Linked DNA regions of Sus scrofa: all the other regions are linked to region 2. Evidence: chromatin contacts called from public HiChIP or PLAC-seq and promoter capture Hi-C data. All regions are on one chromosome and are shown on one strand. The core of a region is the stretch at or near the end of the contact, and the rest is flanking DNA. Distances in the headings are between cores, read along the strand shown. Region 1 holds the start of SUPT4H1 (transcription elongation factor SPT4). Region 2 holds the start of MTMR4 (myotubularin-related protein 4). Region 3 overlaps TEX14 (inactive serine/threonine-protein kinase TEX14).

Evidence for each region. Promoter capture Hi-C pulls out the DNA fragments that hold promoters and counts their contacts. HiChIP or PLAC-seq counts read pairs in DNA pulled down with a chosen protein or histone mark.
Region 1: an H3K27ac HiChIP or PLAC-seq map of alveolar macrophages shows a contact between it and region 2. The contact joins the promoter of SUPT4H1 here to the promoter of MTMR4 in region 2. A contact is called at or near these places in 2 of 47 Hi-C or Micro-C datasets (both in liver) and 2 of 2 datasets of contacts at active chromatin or transcription factors (alveolar macrophages and skeletal muscle).
Region 3: a promoter capture Hi-C map of fetal liver shows a contact between it and region 2, with 2.5 times the contacts expected there. The contact joins the enhancer-like site here to the promoter of MTMR4 in region 2. A contact is called at or near these places in 1 of 5 promoter capture datasets (fetal liver) and 2 of 2 datasets of contacts at active chromatin or transcription factors (alveolar macrophages and skeletal muscle).

Annotation. Positions count from the first base shown.
Region 1 is chr12:34,627,396-34,631,401 of Sscrofa11.1, forward strand. It overlaps SUPT4H1 (transcription elongation factor SPT4), which reads right to left and starts at 2,286. Exons shown (of 5, transcript XM_003131646.4): 1 at 2,129-2,286; 2 at 1,487-1,593. The coding sequence starts at 2,197.
Region 2 is chr12:34,769,423-34,773,589 of Sscrofa11.1, forward strand. MTMR4 (myotubularin-related protein 4) reads right to left here and starts at 1,893. Exons shown (of 20, transcript XM_005668984.3): 1 at 1,682-1,893; 2 at 633-692; 3 at 485-521. The coding sequence starts at 487. SEPT4 (septin-4) reads right to left here. Exons shown (of 11, transcript XM_005668982.3): 9 at 4,108-4,167; 10 at 3,845-3,944; 11 at 3,354-3,574. The coding sequence ends at 3,515.
Region 3 is chr12:34,897,946-34,902,216 of Sscrofa11.1, forward strand. The region is part of intron 2 of TEX14 (inactive serine/threonine-protein kinase TEX14); the gene reads right to left. Among named protein-coding and RNA genes, the nearest start is that of TEX14, 76 kb to the right of the region's middle. Within about 2 kb of position 1,411, at least 62 of the 83 cell types and tissues checked have an H3K27ac peak or open chromatin away from gene starts, as enhancers often do. A contact at or near this core is called in alveolar macrophages, fetal liver and skeletal muscle, where this site is marked.

The sequences.
Region 1 (4,006 bases), core at 1,036-3,535, 140 kb before region 2:
TTGCAGACGCGGCTCGGATCCCGAGTTGCTGTGGCTCTGGCGTAGGCCGGTGGCTACAGCTCCGATTCAACCCCTAGCCTGGGAACCTCCATGTGCCGCAGGAGCGGCCCAAGAAATAGCAACAACAACAACAACAAAAAGACAAAAAAAAAAAAAAAAAAAAAGAATCTCCATGGGTAACTCCTGCTGTCTCTCACAGCAGCCACAGATGGGCGTCTCTTCATTCATTTGTTGGCGTACATTCATTTGTACGGCTCTAACAAATGAACAAAGGACTGGAGTATCTGCGTGTGCACAGGCATGTGTACAAAGTTCCACGACGACACCTTCTCTGCCCAATCCTTTGCTCTTCCTTAAAGGCAAACAAAGGAGGAATAAAGTTGGCTCACCTTGAAGGAACTTTAGCAAGTATTGGTTTGGGGCCAGTCTGTATGTAAATCCTTAATTAGCCTAGAGACTGAAAGAAATTTAATAGTACTTTCTTAACCCCCAAAGAATACTGGCTCCTACCTTAGGGAAGGAAAACTGAAACGTACATTTCTCTCACTGCCTTTTCCCCACGGGACAATCTCACCAAGGGAAAACCTTTCTAAAGCGCCTCTTAAAGATATCTAAAGGCATCAACTTTGGGGCCAAAATTTACCCTTTCATTTTCACAAAGGCTCTTCATGCAGTCAACATTTATTAAGCACCTACTACCTTTCAGGTCCTGTATGCCATGTCTCAGTGCACAAAATACAGTCCCTACAAATAATGAGCTGACAGTCTAGTGAAGAACTATCCCGTGGAAAAATAATGAAAGCCACACAAATCATTTTAAATTTTCTGTAGCTACGTTAAAGGAGTAATGACGAAAAAGTGAAATTAACTTCATTAATGAAATTAATTTCATTTAACCCAATATATTCAAATTATTATTTTGGCATGTAACTAACACACATGCAAAAATCAAGATTATTTTACTTTTTTTTCTTGTGCTGAGTCTTTGAAATCCAGTATTACATCACAGGTAAAGCATATCTCAATTTGGACTAGCTACATTTTTTTTTCTTTTTTCTTTTTTTCTTTTCTTTTTTAGGGCCATACTCACAGCATATGGAAGGTCCCAGGATAGGGGCTGAATCAGAGTTGCAGCTGCCAGACTATACCACAGCCTTAGCAACACCAGATCCGAGCCACTTTCTGCAACCTAAGCTGCAACTTGCGGCAACGCTGGATTCTTTAACCGACTGAGCGAGGGTAAGTGGGTCGAACCCAAATCCTCGTGGATACTAGTTGGATTCTCAACACACTGAGCCACAACGGGAACTCCCAGACTAGCCACATTTCAAGTGCTCAACGCCACACACGTCTAGTAGCTACGGTTCTGGATAGCAAAGACATGTGTCTCAAAATAACTTTGAGACCAACTAGGATTAAGGTCTCAAGAGTTTGGCCACAATTACTTGATGGGGTAGAGATAATGCAGTAATCTAAAGGGACTTACCCATCAAAGGAAGAGCTGGTGCAGTCATATACCATCTCTCGGTTACCTTTCATCTGAAGGTATGCATCACAATTGTCACAACCATCATATTCAAACTGGTCTATAGTCTGGGAGAGAGATAAAAAGGAGAGAGGGGAGCATGAACAAGGCCAAAAGAAAAAGTAGCTTTCTCATAAGTCTACCTGGTCAAGCACGAGGCTCCCTACGTTGGCTCTGTCTCATCAAGTCCCCCGTCCACCATTCCTATAGCCCTTTTCCACTCTCACACTCCTTTTGTTCCCAACTGCGTTTTACCCATTCCTCTCCCTAGTATCCTCGGGGTCGGGCACCTTCTCCCACTATTCTCTCAGCTGGAAATTCCCACCCTCCTCTGACTCTTAGCCGGCGTCCTTCAACTCCAATAGAAGTTCACTGAACGTCTGTAAAGGGTCAGGCCTGTACTGAGAGCTAAAGTTGCAAAGGCTTATGAGACCGCCCGCGACCATGGCTGCACGACCTGCCTGGCTTCCTATCCACGTAAGCGATGGCCTACTTCCCACGTCCCCTGCCTGGATCTTTTCTCTTCACCGCCCCCCGAGCCCTGTCCTACCCTTTCTCCCAGCTTGGTCCCCCATCGCCCATACAACCAGGTCCCCGCCAGACCTTGACCAGCGAACACAGCAAACAAGCGCGCAGATGCCGCAGGTCCTTCGGCACTGTCTCCAGAGCCATCCTCTTCCAAGGAAGAACAGCGACGGAATGAGCCACAGCTGCCGCTCGCAGGAAGTAAACAGCGATTTGCCCAGAATACACGCACTTCCGGTTCCTCAGACTTCCTCTTCCGGCGTGGGAGGCCGCGGGCCCCGCCCCACCCCCCGCCTCAGGAGATGGTTTCTCCCGTCTAGAGGCGGGGCCGGCGGAGAGTCACCTGGACCGGCGCGCGCCCCCGCCACCTGGGCCGGAGCGCGGGGCGAGGCCCAGCGGCCGTTGGGCCTGTGGGCGGAGCCCGAGGAGGAGGGGCGGCACGGTTGGCGCCTGCGCGGGGGCTCCCCGCGGCCCGGGTGGTATCCTGGCGCGCGGGCCATTTGACCTGGGCGGCTGGCACCGCCCCGCGGGTTCCCTGGAGGATCCCAGATGACAGCAGAGATTCTTTTTTGTCTTCCCTCTTAAAAGTGTAGGGCCACTGTCTCCCTCTGGGATTATCTCTGCAGAGACGAAAAGAAATCCAGAGACCGCCCCGCTCCTTCCTAACAATCAGAGCGTGATTGGGTTTCCATTTGCGTCCACGGGAATGCTGGTCTGCGAGCTGTCACCCGGAAAATGCATATTCAATTATTTCTAAAAACTCTTGGTACGTTTCCTCGGCCCAGCTGATAATTTATGCTTTGTGCATCTTTTAGCTTTTATATAGTTCCTTTCCTTCAGATCATCTGTAGGAGATTTTTTTTTTTTTTTTTTTCCCTCATTTCACTTTATAAGAAGCTTTCAGATTCAAAACTGGGCAAGAGAAGTTCCAGTCGTGGCATAGCAGAAACGAATCTGACTAGGAACCATGAGGTTGTGGGTTCGATCCCTGGCTTTGCTCAGTGGGTTAAGGATCCTGCGTTGCTGTGAACTGTGGTGTAGGTCGCAGACGCAGCTTGGATCTGGTGTGGCTATGGCAGTGGTGTAGGCCAGCAGCTGTAGCTGTGATTTGACCCCTAGCCTGGGAACCTATGGCGAGGGTGGACCCAAAAAGCAAAAAAAAAAAAAAAAAAAAAACAAAAAAAAAACAGGAAAAACCAAAAAACTGGGCATGAGACAAAACCAAGCCTTTCCCAGAGAAGTGGAAAGGGAAAATGCACTTTGGCAGGAGGCAGGAGGCGAGCAAAGGCCTGTCCAGGCCCTGTGGAACTCTTCCTACCGACATAGCACCAGCTCCCTTGATCCTCACATTAGTCCTATGTGTAGGCAGAGGACAGTCATTTGTGTTTATGTGAACTGGAGCTTTGGGATATAAATAGATAATTTCAGGAGTTCCCTTAGTGGTGCAGTGGTTAACGAATGGGACTAGGAACCATGAGGTTGGGGGTTTGATCCCTGGCCTTGCTCAGTGAGTCGAGGATCCAGCATTGCCCTGAGCTGTGGTGTAGGTCGCAGACATGGCTCGGATCCCACGTTGCTGGGCTGTGGTGTAGGCCGGTGGCTACAGCTCTGATTAGACCCCTAGCCTGGGAACCTCCATATGCCGCAGGAGCGACCCTAGAAAAGGCAAAAAAACAAAAAATAAATAGATAGATAGTTTCAGGCCCTGCTGGTCTATCTTCCCAGCCAGGCCTCCTAAATTGAAACTGAGCTTCTTCAAGGCCAGTGTGCTGCCAGTGCCCGTCCATGCCTGTTCCGATGGGCTCTGATGGGTTAGGGTGTTCTCCATCACTGCACACTTTCTACTTTGGAACACACTTCACTCTGTGAGGTGGGTCCATTTCAGGGGTGGGAAAAGTGAGGCACAGAGTATTTGCCCAGAGTCACAGAGAAAGTCAGTGAAGCGTCATCAGTGAG
Region 2 (4,167 bases), core at 643-3,142:
TCAGCTGTTCCTACAGAGGCTTATCAAAACAGCGGCACATTTGGAGCCAGAGAAGTCCCACAGTTTTAGTGGAGTCACTCCCAATAAAGCACCCACAATATTCAAGGAACCCATCAGGAAGTACAAGAATCTTGATATAAAGGAGGCCTGGTTTTTTGGACCAGGCCAGAGAGCTGCAACCAAGGACCCAAGAGAAGAGAAGTTCTGGCCATTATGAAGGGCTCAGGGAGCCAGTGTGGGGAAACCATGGCATAGCACGTGCAGAAAAAGACTTTCAGTGGCGTCCGGTACCAGTGCTGTATATTGGCTGATGACGTTTTGCAACCTAAAGAAACCCTAATTTATCTCCAGGGCAGATGAACCTGTTTGGTTGCTGAACAGAGTAGCCTGAAGCTCAAGGTCCAGGAGGGGCGGGTCAGCTTCATGGAGAAAGATACAAGGATTACAGAAAACACAAGCGTCTGAGAAAAGAGAGGGTACTCACCATTCTACCGTGGTGAGGGTCTGGCTGCCTTTTCTCACTGTAAAGACCCAGAGAAACACAAGAGTAAAGAGCACCATTAACACCACCATAGAATCAACAAACCATCACCACACATCTGCTCCTGAACTTCCCCACAACTCTTATTCACCTTCTTCACAGTGATTCCAGTCTCTCCACAACTCACCATGCCAGACAGAGGCAGTGGGAGCTACACGGGGAGAAAGCAACAAGTGATTCTGCAGAGCATGAAGGCAGCAACAAAGTTCTGGAGCAGGACTCAAGCATCCCGATTCCCGGACCCAGAAGGAGAAGTAAAACACTCCAAACCCTGTTCTTTGTGGGAGAGCAAAAGACCTGCCAACTCTGAAGAGACAGAGGCTGCACAGCCAGGACTCATTTCTGGCCCTGGTGGAAACATAAATCCACCAGAGGAGCGCACGGCCAGCCTCTGAGTCTGTGAGTAGCACCCACCTGACCTGTTTACTGGGGCAGAGTCCAGAGCAGAGGACAAGAGGGAGGGGACCACAACCTGTGATCAGAAGGCAGCAGGGCTGGACATGTTCTGCTGAGTGTACTTGACACCAAGTGGGGTGCAGGTTAGTGGGAGGAGTCCACACAATGGGGATAGAATCAGGCCAGTGCAGGCCTCAGAGTCAGTGAGCGTCAAATGGGCCCAAGCAACAGACATGTCAGGTTGAGCCGTCTGGGCCCACTTAGGGAGCCGGGCCCAGGTTTGAATGACACTTCTCCATGCCTGCTATTCGAGCTCAGAGGCAGTCTAGGAGTGTGCCTTGCCGAAGGCTGCGGCTACAAAAGCCTCCATCTGTGGTCCTACCCGCCTCCCTGATCACAGCCCACCCTTCCTCATGGGGGAGCCAGCAAGCGGCAAGCCAGAGGTGCTGCCTCACCGCCCACTGGCAAGCAGCCTCAAGGAAACGGAGGGAGAGAGAGACGAGAACTAGGCCTGGGAGACCCAGGGTTCCTGGACCTAGGGTATCTGGCCACGGGGGGAGGCGGGTCAGGCTGACAGGGGAGCTCAGGTGCCCAGGTTCTAGGGGCGGAGCCTAAAGACTCGGAGGCGGAGCCCCGAATGACAGAAGGCGGGTCTCAGGAAAGCCGGTGGGGCCGGGGCGGGGCCGGGCAAGACGCGGTCGTTGCGGTTCCCAGACTGGCAGTGTATGGGGCACGGTGACTCACCCAGGCGGCGTCCGCCCGACCCTCCGAAGCCGCGCTCTCACCACTTCCGTCTCCCGCAGCTGCTGAGGCCGCGCAGCTCCGACCCCCCACCACGGTGCCCCTCTCCCCAACCAATCCTATCTCTGGTCTGTGCCCGCCCTGGCCAATAGCCACACCAAGTCCCGCCCTGCCCCCCACCACGCAGCAGCCGCCCTCACTCTTCACACCGCTCATTGGTCAAGTGGGGCAGACGCCCTCCCAGTCTTGAGCCTATCGGATGCCGGAAGACAAGACTGTACTGGCAGGGAGGAGGCGCGGCGCCGAAGAGAAGACGCGACCAATGGGAAATCACAGCGCGTCCCTGCAGCAGCCAATGGGAGAGCAGTAAAAGGGGGGCTGCTGGTTAAGGCTCCAGGGGCCGGAAGTGGGGGCGGTCTGTCGCCTACTGGTAGCGCAATTGAAGGCGGGGCGTTCTCACAGCCACTTCCGGTGATCACCCCGCCTCTGGTGTACTTTTCAAATAGATCCCGGTGGCACCATTTCTGGTTTGATTTCACTGTGATCGTCCGTCCCAAAGCCAGAAGCGGGAGAAAAACCCCGAAAGCTAAGAGAGGGCTGAGGGCCTGAGGCTCCTTCTCGGTCTTCGACTGGCTGGGGGAGGTTTTCCCTTCTTCCGGACACCTTGACGTGTTCCTCCAGGACCTCACTTTTCATCCGCGAACCGACCCTGGTGTCCGTGACCTGAATCACATGCCATCAGTTTTGAGTAAAAATCTCTCACTTGAGAGATGAGAATGAGACTGCCACTAGCTTAGCTGCGACCTTCTGGTCTGAAAAGGCTGTGGAGAATAGTTGGCTCCTCTCTCGCTTCTCTCTGGCTCCTCCCCTTGCCTTGGGAGACCCCGGGGAGCCAGAACAGGCAGCAGGGCGGAGGGTGGCCGCTGGAGGTCGCCGTGTCCCAGCGATACCACCAACCCGACAGAAATGGTGAACAGTTGACTCAGATTCTCAACTGATAGCTTCAGTTTGGAAATGGGCCTGAATGCTTTAATACCAGGCCCTGGGGCCAAAATGTCTTCACGTGTCTTTTCATAGGACATTGGGACATTTACTACATTTAGCAACTTCCAGGAAAACTGGAACCTTATGTGTGTTCACTGCTTTAACTCGAAGATTTAAAACAGTATCTGCAACCTAGCAGATAGATGCTTGATAAATATTTGGTAAATAAATACTGAATTATTCCAGGACAATGATTGTATTTTATCCATTCCTGGCACTTACTATAGTGTTTGGTGATTACAGGGGTTCCAACATTTGTTCAGTGCGCTGGCCTAGGCTTCCTAGAGTGCAGAGCTCAATTCTGAATATCCCATTCCCCAAATCAGGAAATACAAAGCTGGGAGGCTATTAATACTGTGTTTTCTCAAGGTATCAAATCCAAAACTTCTGTGGAAGTACTGTATGTGGGAAAGATGAGCAGGGCCCCAGATAATAGATGCATGATAGATATGATCAGGAAGATGGTGGTGACTAAACCCTGCCTCTGGAGGGGAAGGTTCTCCCCACCCTCCCTTGGCTAGTAAAGGCCAAAACCAGCACCCTCCTCTGGCAGTCTTTCAAAACGGGTCCTAGGATCTTCTTGGTCTCCAGGAGATGGAAAGATATCGACAGAAACACCAGAAGCCACCTATAGATTTGTTAAACTTTATTTCTTCTGAGTCTCTGGGGAGGCAGCAGGGATGTAAGGTCAAGTGGCAGTAGCTGCAGAGGCCTGAGTAGAGCTGGTGCTGGGAGGGGCCGGCATAGCAGGAGGAAGAGGCGGTGATTTAAATATTCAAGGCTGAAAGCCAGCTAATGGGTCTCCTTCATCTGTCTTTGGATTTTGTGCAGCATCTCCTGCATCCGCCGCAGCTGGAACAGGCACATGCATCAAAATGGGACCTTTCAGAGAGTCCTATCATGTTAGGAAAGTGCCTGAAACCTCTAATCCCTTGAGCCAGGGCCTTGGTGGCCCTGAGTATAATGAAGTCCCAGGGTGGAACCACTAATCCACCAATCCAGGATCCAGATATATACCAGGGCCAGGGATCATCCTGTCCCCAAACCAAGAGACACTGAGGTTTATGCTTAAGCAGGGGTCCTCTCGGGCTGGCCAGCCCTACCACCTCATACTACTCTCACCTCCTCATCTTTCTCTCGGATCAGCCTCTCCGTTTCTGGATCTGTCCCTGGTGGAACAGCAGGGATGGGGAAGTCGGTACCACTCTCTCGGGTCAGTTTGCTGAGGGAAAGGGAAAATGGGGGGTTGGTAAGGCGAGGGGGACCCCAGCACCTGTTTGAATTGCGCCCAGAGCTTATAGAAGAACAAAGGAAGGGCTTGGTCTCACCCAAGGCTGCCCTCGGGACCCCACCCTTGCCAACTCTGTCCTGGCCTCTGGCCATACTTGCGATTCCGTTCTTTCACCACCAGGCGGGTCATGCTCTGGATGCACTGTGCCCGGTAG
Region 3 (4,271 bases), core at 161-2,660, 130 kb after region 2:
GCCCAGTGGATTAAAAACATCTGGCTGGGATTCACTCCATGGCCAGGGAACTTCCACATGCCTCTGGTGCAGCCATAAAAAGCAACCAAAAAATCAAAACAATTTCTACAGTACTACCATTTCTAAAGTACTTTAACATATCCCAGCCCATCTACCAAACTCGTTTTTGTTTGGTTTTTGTGGTTTTCTTTTTCTTTTTTTTTTCTTTTGCTTCTTTTCTTCAGAAGTTCTCAGGCCAGGGACCAAACCCACACCACAGCAGTGACATGTAAGAACAACCGGATCCATAACCCACCAAGCCACCAGGGAACTCCTATCTATTAAACCTTTTACATGGATCGCCTGGGTTTTTTCGTGTGTTTGTTTTTTCACTTTTGGCCGCCCCATGGCACATGGAGCTCCCCAGCCAGGGATCAGATCCGAGACGCGGTCAAGACCTAAGCCTAAACTGTGGCTCCACTGACGATCCTGTTGCACCACAGTGGGAGCCCTGGAGTCCCCTGTTTTAATCTTGGGACCTACATTTCCTTTTTCTTTTTCGGGCTGCACCTGCTGCATGTGGAGGTGCCCGGGCTAGGGGTGGAATACGAGCTGCAGCCACAGCAACGCCACACAAAACAGGAAATAACCGTAAGAGATGGAGGAGATGGAAGCATAACATACACTCTAGAAACCTAAAGTATGCATAACCCAAATTCCCTGACAGCACAGTGGGTTCAGGATCCAGGATAATTAGAAATATGACGAAAAAAGGAATTCTAGTAGTGGCTCCGTGGTAACAAACCCGACCAGGATCCATGAAGACGAGGGTTTGTTTCCAGGCCTCCATCACAGGCCGGCAGCTACAGCTCCGATTCTACCCCTAGCTTGGGAACGTCCATGTCCGCAGGCGCGACGCTAAGAATACAAACAAAAATATGGCAAAAACAAAATAAAAATAAAGTCTATATTCTACCGTAATAAAAAATGATGTAAGTACCCGTCATGGCTCAGCAGTAACAAATCTGACACGCAACAGTGAGGACACGGGCTTGATCACCAGGCTCGGATCCAATGTTGCTGTGGCGTAGCAGGCCAGCAGCTACAGCTCAGACTTAACCCCTAGCCTGAGAACCTCCATATGCTGAGGTTCCTGCCCTAAAAAGACACAAAAATAAAACTCAGCTGAGCCAAGAAATATTTTAGAAGATTCAAAAACACACATGAAAAAACTCACTTTTCCAAGTATCAAGAGAAAAGGAAAAACACCCCAAACACAAAAAGCTAGAGACTCCTTGTCTTATAAAGCTCAAAATAAAATACAGGCTGAAACTAAAGAGAAACAGCAAGAAATTCAAAGAACTTTGCACAAACCTAGATGCCAAGAGGATTAACCTTGAGCATAACACAGGAAGGAAAATAACACTACCACAGACAACACAAGATACATCACAAAACCACTCAGACGGTGTTCTCTCCCTCTGCCTCTCTCAACCAGAGAGAGGAGAACGATCATCAAGGGCAAGTGGCAGCTGCACAGGCAACACCAAGAGCCGGCTTCACGCTCAGGAGAGAACACTGCGTCTCCTCCTCGTGGTTTCGGGTGCTCTACACGTTCAGAGAAACTTCTCCAGTCACAGACTATAGAAATGATCCCTGAAAGTATAGTCTTAGCCACACAGGCCCAGCCGAGGCCGGGTCCGGGCCAGCCCTCCACTTTGCACTGAGGGCGAGACACTCCCTCCCCACCCCACCCCCGTTACTGCCTCTGCTGGGAAAACGAGAAATCGCTTATGTGATACAATCCCTCAAACGCTAGCACTTGCCCACTCCTTTCAACATTCAACCAGAACTGAAGACAGCAGTTTTGAAAACAACCACACCTAATTACCATATTACCGCCTGACAGCCAATGACAACCTGCATCTTTCAACTTCCCGAAGCATTCAGGCCACTGATCTGCTAAATCCCGCCTCGCCTCTGCCAGCTCTAAAGGAAAGGGCGGGCCTTGGCCTTTGCTAGTGACTGACTATCTCGCTGATTCCAGGGATTAGCACATTTTAGAGGTTACATTCAAGGCTGTCCTTTTCAAACTCTGGGAAGAGGTCACTGGGACTGAGGCAAGGAGGGGGACTGGGTGGCTTAGAACCAGCCCTGGAAAACAGCCCCTTTTGGTTCTGTACCATGACTGGACTACCTGCTCACACGTTCTGACTTTTTTTGGGGGGGGGGGGGCTTTCTGGCTTTTTAAGGGTGGAAGGTGTGGCACATGCAAGTTCCCAGGCTAGGAGACAAATCGAAGGTACAGCTGCCGGGCTACACCACAGCCACAGCAAGACCAGACAAGGCCACATCTGGGACCTACAACCACAGTTTATGGCAACGCTGGATCTTAACCCACTGAGTGAGGCCAGGGATTGAATCCTCATCCTCAAGGATACTAGTTGGGTTCTTAACCCGCTGAGCCACAAAGGGAATTCCTCAAAGTTCACTCTTGAATGACTGATCTTCCTGGTTTCTCTGTTTCAAAGGAAGCCTACCCATTTACTTCTGGCAAAAGTTAGTCCCAGCTTCTCCTCAAAGAGCACACTTTATACCTAAGGGAAACGTAACTGTTTAAGTCACTTAACTTTCTGTTGTCAAAATGCTTCTGCTCGGAGTTCTCCTTGTGGCTCAGGAGGTTAAGAACCTGACTAGTATCCATGACGATGTGGGTTCAATCAGTGGCCTCGCTCAGTGGGTTAAGGATCTGGTGTTCCCACAAGCTGTGGTGCAGTTCACACCTGCAGCTTGGATCTGGCATTGCTGTGGCTGTGGTGTAGGCCGGCAGCTACAGCTCTGATCTGATCCCTAGCCTGAGAACTTCCATATGCCAAGGGTGCGGCTGTAAAAAGGCAAAATATAAATTTTTTAAAAAAGACACCAAAAAAATGCTTCTGCCCTACATCTTCCAGGATGCCAGAAAGCACAGTGCTATGGGGACATACACCTGGGTTTCTGAATCATCCACATTTTTTAATTGCATCACTGTAACATGACTAATATGCCTATCAGGTCCATCTCATCAAACCACTTCCAATAGAATCTCTTAGTGCTCGGAATTAAATTCCCTGAGAGAAAAGGACAGTGTTGGGGCAATCTGGCCAGGTCCGAGAACAGCTCGTGATGTCTTGCAGTTATAAGGTGCCTTCCAGGCACCTTCATCCAAGGGCCCCTTGTCTCTGGTCTGAGTCCTTGTTATTTAAGATCTTTCCATTCTCTGTTCCTCCAACCTTCCTGAGGACTCCCACCTCACCATCCATGCCACCCCTTGGCCTCCTAGAAAATGAGCAGATTCTCGGCTCCTTTCACTTCTTCAGAATCCATGTGTATTGGGGTGGAAGTGGGGGTGGGGGAGGCAAAACAGAGAAGGGAGTCAAAAGGTACAAAGTTTAGTTATAAATGTCACAGGAAAGTACAGCATGGCAACTATAATGAATAATACTGTGCTGCACTTCAAAAGATAACAAGAGAGTAATCTTAAAAGTTCCAACAACAAGAAAAAAATTGGAGTTCCCGTCGTGGCTCAGCGGTTAACGAACCCAACTATCATCCTTGAAGACGGGGGTTCGATCCCCAGCGTCGCTCGGTGGGTTAAGGATCCGGCGTTGCTGTGAGTTGTGGTGCAGGTCGCAGATGGGGCTCAGATCCAGCGTTGCTGTGGCTGTGGCATAGAGTGCAGCTACAGTTTTGATTGGACACCTAGGGTGGGACCCTCCATATACCGTGGGTGTGGCCCTAAAAAAAAAAAAAAGAGGGAGTTCCCGTCATGGCGCAGTGGTTAACGAATCCGACTAGGAACCATGAGGTTGCGGGTTCGGTCCCTGCCCTTGCTCAGTGGGTTAACGATCCGGCGTTGCCGTGAGCTGTGGTGTAGGTTGCAGACGCGGCTCGGATCCCGAGTTGCTGTGGCTCTGGCGTAGGCCGGTGGCTACAGCTCCGATTCAACCCCTAGCCTGGGAACCTCCATATGCCGCGGGAGCGGCCCAAGAAATAGCAACAACAACAAAAGACAAATAGACAAAAAAAAAAAAAAAAAAGAAAAAGAAAAAAAATTTGTGTAACTATGTAAAGTGATAAATGTAAACTAGACTTGGTGTGGTGATCATTTTTCAAGAGGTATGAATATGGAATCATTGTGTGTACAACTGAAAGATTGTCTTTTTGCCTTTTCTAGGGCCGTTCCCATGGCATATGGAGGTTCCCAGGCTAGGGGTCCAATCGGAGCTGTTGCTGCCAGCCTACACCACAGC